Regions from separate parts of the Oryctolagus cuniculus genome. Here region 1 is linked to region 2. The links are chromatin contacts, called in public Hi-C maps. All regions are on one chromosome and are shown on one strand. The core of a region is the stretch at or near the end of the contact, and the rest is flanking DNA. Distances in the headings are between cores, read along the strand shown.

What was found. A called contact is a pair of places that touch in the nucleus more often than the background predicts.
Region 1: a Hi-C map of an unstated tissue shows a contact between it and region 2, with 2.2 times the contacts expected there. The contact joins the promoter of KLF7 here to the promoter of LOC100351745 in region 2. A contact is called at or near these places in 2 of 6 Hi-C or Micro-C datasets (ear pinna and an unstated tissue).

Annotation. Positions count from the first base shown.
Region 1 is chr3:32,708,004-32,710,703 of mOryCun1.1, forward strand. KLF7 (KLF transcription factor 7) reads left to right here and starts at 1,427. Exons shown (of 4, transcript XM_051848248.2): 1 at 1,427-2,071. The coding sequence starts at 1,970. It overlaps LOC127491571 (a long non-coding RNA gene), which reads right to left and starts at 1,502. Exons shown (of 2, transcript XR_007920306.2): 1 at 1,340-1,502.
Region 2 is chr3:32,520,514-32,523,213 of mOryCun1.1, forward strand. LOC100351745 (small ribosomal subunit protein uS17m) reads left to right here and starts at 1,436. Exons shown (of 1, transcript XM_002712601.5): 1 at 1,436-2,074. The coding sequence starts at 1,473. The coding sequence ends at 1,865. LOC103348862 (a long non-coding RNA gene) reads right to left here. Exons shown (of 5, transcript XR_011387574.1): 3 at 56-181.

The sequences.
Region 1 (2,700 bases), core at 177-2,676, 190 kb after region 2:
CCCTGGACATCCTACACAGCCATCATTTTATTAAAATCACAAATTACACAACGAATGCTGTAAATCTGCCCAACCAGAATTCCAGATGCTAACAAGTAAATTAGTCAGACATTCCTCCATTCCAGTTATTCCTGTTTCATTTTCCCTGGTAAATACTAAATTTCAAGTTGTTCCACAAAGCAGAATCTTTCCCATATTGTGATACCAAGTCCCATGTAGTGAAAGGAAGGCGACAGGAGGAAGTGGATTAAGGTGAATGTGTTTCCTTCCGTTATGGCTAGAACGAAGTACAAAATTCTGCAATCTTTCAAAAAGTAGAAGTTCTGTTCACAGTGCATTTGGGGGAAACTTGAACCAACACTAACCATTTAAGGTCAAGCAAGCCCTTGGTCAGCCCTCACAGCTCAGCTAACACCATGTCTCCTATTTGTGTCTATGCGCCGGCTCCTAAGGCTCCTCGCCTCAACGCAGCGTGCAGACACCGCGGCCGAGAGCCACACAGCAAGGCCCCGCCACCTCCAGTCTCCGACGCCGCCCTCAAGCCCTAGCGCCCCTCGCAGTCACCCCGGCCGGGTCGGAAGGAGCGCGCGGGAAGTGGCGGGCGCGCGCACGGGGCGGGGACAGCGCGCGGCGCGGGGGCGGGCGCAGGCGGCTCTCCTCACACCGCTCGCCTTTGTTCTCTGCCATTGTGTGGCACTTCCTCCTCAGGCGCTGCTGCCCTGCACCATGGCAGCCGTGAGGAATTCGTGAAGGGACTTTTGGTGCCTTTCCTCCCTTTTCTGTTTGTTTATGAGTACGTGAGGACCTCCTTGGCGCCGCCTCTCGCTCGCGGTCGCCCGCCAGGGCCACGGCAGGAGGCGGGGTGGGACATGTCCTCGCCCCCGCCGGCTTCCCCGCGCCTCCCAGCCCGGTTCTCCTGCAGGAAGCCTCCCTAACCCAGCACTCTCCTGCCCGGTCGCGTCAGGACCACTACGGCAGCGCGCGACCCCTTGCCCGCCTAGGGACGCGGGCTGCGAGCGCGCGGGGCTCCATCGGGCACCAGGGCGCGGGTCGGAGGCCGGCGCGCAGCCCGAGCCCGGCCGCTTCGGCGTCCCGGGAGCCGGCGCGAGCGTCGCCGCAGCCCGCCCCGTCCCTCGCGCTCACGCTCCCCGGCCGCAGCGCGGCCGCCTCAACCCCCTTATATAGCCCTCTAAAAATAGCTCGCATCGCGCCGCCTTGTAAGGCAGCAGGGAGATCCGCAGCGCGCCAATCGGTGCCCGCCGCCGGGGCCAGGCTCCGCCCCGGGCCCCGCTCCGCGCTCCCCATTGGCCCTGAGTGACTTCATGAGCCCCCTGTTTACCTTACATGGTCACACGCGGCCTAATAGACGCCCTCCTCCGAGATCCCACGGCTGCGCGCAGAGCTGGGCGGAGGGAGGGAGTTTGGGGAGGGGGAAGAGCAGGAGGAGGAGAAAAGGGGAGGGGGGAGAGACTACAAACTAGCAAGGCTGGGGTGGGGGGTGGGGAGGGAAGGGAAGGGGGAGAGAGAGAAGCGATCGCGAGAAAAAAAAATGCAACCTCCCAAAATAAAGAGCAAAGATTGCATTAGGAGCGAACAGCGCTGCAGAAATAGATGGCAGCTTCGTGTCAGTGAGTTTGCATCCCCCGTCCTGATCCACGCGCCGGAGTGATCAGAGCCCTGGAAGGGAATTGTTACTCCCGTGAAGTCCCCTTTCCTGGCAGCCGTCTGCACTGTACACGCTGGATGCCTCGCTCCATCCACCCCGCTCACTCTCTCCTCTCTCACCTCCTCGCTCCCTCTCTCCTGCATTGATTTTTTTTTCCTTTATAGTTGACTGAAACAAAACAAAAACAAAAGGGCCACTGGATGTCTGCCTTCTTGGGGGGTGAGCCAGACAGACTGACAAACAAACAGCCCCGACTGTGTCCGGGGGAGGGTGTCTCCTCGCGTTGTGCCCGGCGGCAGCAGCATGGACGTGTTGGCTAGTTATAGTATATTCCAGGAGCTACAACTTGTCCACGACACCGGCTACTTCTCAGCTTTGCCATCCCTGGAGGAGACCTGGCAGCAGGTGAATGATTTAAATTACTTGTGTAAATCGTGTGTCGGTGGAGACGAAGGGGCTGCGTTGGTGTGGGCTGGGGTTGAATTTTTGTTTGTTCATTTTATTTTTCTTTTATATCTCTTTGGACTGTATTTTGTTTAAAATGTTTTCTGCAACAGTCCTATGCGCTTACCTCTCCACCGGCCCCAGTACCGGTAGTGTGCTTTGCGGAGCAGCGGGTCCCAGCTGCCTGCGTTTCAGTCACCAACACACATCCTTGCGCACACGTTGTGGGGGCTCCCTGTCACCCACCCCCCTCCCCGAACAGATCTGCCGAACTTCTGGGGTTCGGAGGAGCCGGGTGGGAAGGGGGTTTGGGGTTTTAGGAGCGATCGCTGACAGGATACCACGTCAGTACGTGCAGGAGCTCTACCTTCTTGGTACCTTAATCAGGTTCATCTCTTTCAACTGGTGCTGACGACTGTCAGATGGGGGTGGGGGATGTTGGGGCAGGAGTGTTTTCCCGGTAAGGAGCTAATGTCAATAAAGGAATAGGAGCTTGCTTTTGAGATTAGAACGTGGGCAGAAGGCAGCAGAGCAAGTGACAAAAGATACTCAGGGATATCTACAAGGAGGATGGAAGATGTGTCTGTCTT
Region 2 (2,700 bases), core at 186-2,685:
CCCTCCTCACTTCGTGACCATGTGTCCTAGTTTGCTGGGGAAAGTCACTACTTACGCTCTCATCCCCATATTATTGTGAATAGCTTCTCTCCTTTCACTCTCAAAGTATCCCAGTTTGGATGACAAATCACGTGGTTCTACTTCTCATCCTTCTCCTCCTGGTCTCTTTTCTCAGATCAACCTAGAAAGAATACATGTCTTCAGGGCTCAGACTTTCTTCAGTGATAAGCTTAAGAAAGTCCCAGAGGGGTCTGTCCAAATGCTGTATAATTAACAGGCACAGCAGATCTATGGTGTTGGAAGTCAGGACAGTAGCTTCCTCGAAGGAATGCATCCTGGGGCTCATGCGAGGGAGCTTCTGGGGTGCTGAGGGTGTGCTGCTTCTACTGAGGACTGTTGGTGAGAATTCATTATACTGTAGTACTTATCCTCCTTTTCTGTATGTGTTAGACTTCCATGATTTTTTTAAAAAGGAGGGTGAAATTATAATCCATATAGAAGTGCTAAAGTCAGTGCTTAGTCTTTTTCATGAATACAGTTGCTCTCATTGACAAATTCTTATCAGCACCAGCAAGTGCTACAGTACCCAAGAAATCTACTGCCCATCTTCTTGGATGTTTGCATTGTTTTATTAAGGAAATATATGTTGTCAATCACAAAATACAGTGCAGTCTTGTTCATTATGTGATTCTTTCAATGATTTGTGAATGAGACATTTTCTTACATTACAGATGAGAAACTGTCACCAAGATGTTGAAAAGCAGATTGAGTTTATATATGGGCTGAACTTACTGATAACAGGGAAATTGCCGTGGTTTTCAGCTGTCTTGATCACAGAATCAGATTAAATGTATGGCTGAGCATATAGGTCGGCAGATATCAACTATGAGAACTTAAAACCAAATAAAATTAAACTACAACTAGAAAAGATATATCAATTTATTTTGGCTTTTGTCCAGAATGTTAATATTTGAATTGAGATCAAGACCAATGGTTTCTGAAATCATTGTCAAGTTCCAGGCGACAAGACTCAGTTTCATATTGAGAGAATTCTCTGAGTGTTCAACATGAGCCCTATCTGTTTGAGTCCAGTTCTTCTGGTTGAGAAAGAGGTCCACCAGGTAGAGTTATCCCAGAGAATCCTTAACCACTGTCTCCACTTCCGTTCCATTCTATGCCACGTTACCCTCAACCCTGAGCAAGAGAGTAATGGCTCCCCTCTTTAGGCACAGCTAACATGGACAACTGAAGTGAATGAGTTGTCATTACTAAATATATAAATACAATACATAAATGTCATGGTGAAATAAACAATATGCCAAGTAATAGAGGACTGAAAAAACATCAGAGCACTTAAGAAGTTCATGGAGAAATAGAATTAAAAGATGATTTTATTTTGATGCAAAAGAAAATTTAAATCCATGCATTGGCGAGTTTACCCAGCAGGACTGAGAGGTGACCAAAGCCACATAATGTCAGTAACTCGTTCATCCGTCCATGCCAAATGGATTGTGGGGAAAGTGATTGGGACAGCAATGCAAAAAACTGCCAAAGTGAGGGTGACCAGGCTTGTTCTGGATCCCTACTTACTAAAGTACTTTAATAAGAGAAAAACCTACTTTGCTCACGATGCTCTTCAGCAGTGCACTGTTGGGGATATTGTGCTTCTCAAAGCTTTACCTGTCCCACGGACAAAGCACGTGAAGCATGAACTGGCTGAGATTGTTTTCAAAGTTGGAAGAGTGATAGATCCAGTGACAGGAAAACCCTGTGCAGGCACCACCTACCTGGAGAGTCCAGTCAGTGTGGAAACCACCCCCCTAACCAAAAATCTGGAAGAACTCAATATCTCCTCAACACAGTGAAGGAGGGTTGGAAGGAGGAGCCAAAGGGAAAGACTGACACATTTGCTTTGTGGAAAACGAAATTTGCCTACCGTTCATCACACACCGTCCAGCGTCTGCTGTAGTATTTATGAAATAGCTAAAAGTAAATGAGGTAAAGGGCTTGTTATACCTTTTCGTAAAAGCTCATGATCAAGTTTCAGATTTTAAGTAAAGATACTTTTATGTTATGCTAAAAAAAAAATCCATGCATTATGTTTTCATAGTACACATTTCCATGAATGTTTTGAAGACCCATTATATAAATGATTTCAAAAATTGTTACCCCAATAAATTATCTAATTACATTTTCCATGAACTTTGAAATACCCTCATAGAGGCCAAAAAATACCAAAGCTGTATAAAAAGAGAAACTATCAAAAGTAGATAAAGTCAGAGAGCTATCTATTCAAGTGAACAAATAAAAAAAGCAGCAAAATCCTGGCGGGGGGGTGGTGTCTCATGTCTTGGACTGAAGTGAGTTTGAACTACCCATGCTGTGTTAACTGTTGATGAAATGTCATTGAGCTTAAAATAAAATAAGTTTGTAGTCCTAGATAACACTCTCCACCAACATATAAAGAAATAACTCACAGCAATGTACCAATATGTCAAGATTTCTCACAGGAGGCAATATGAAAACTAGCTGGATGGTGTCAGGCTCATTTAAAAGCTCATTTGCTCCCCTTAGTCACTGTCCTTTCACCTTTACATGTCATATATCCTGGGCTCTTGTCTACGTGGCTGTCAAGGCACCAGCTTAATAGTGCCGGTCCGTCAACAGAGATGTGTTAAATGTAAAGATGGCAAAGATCCC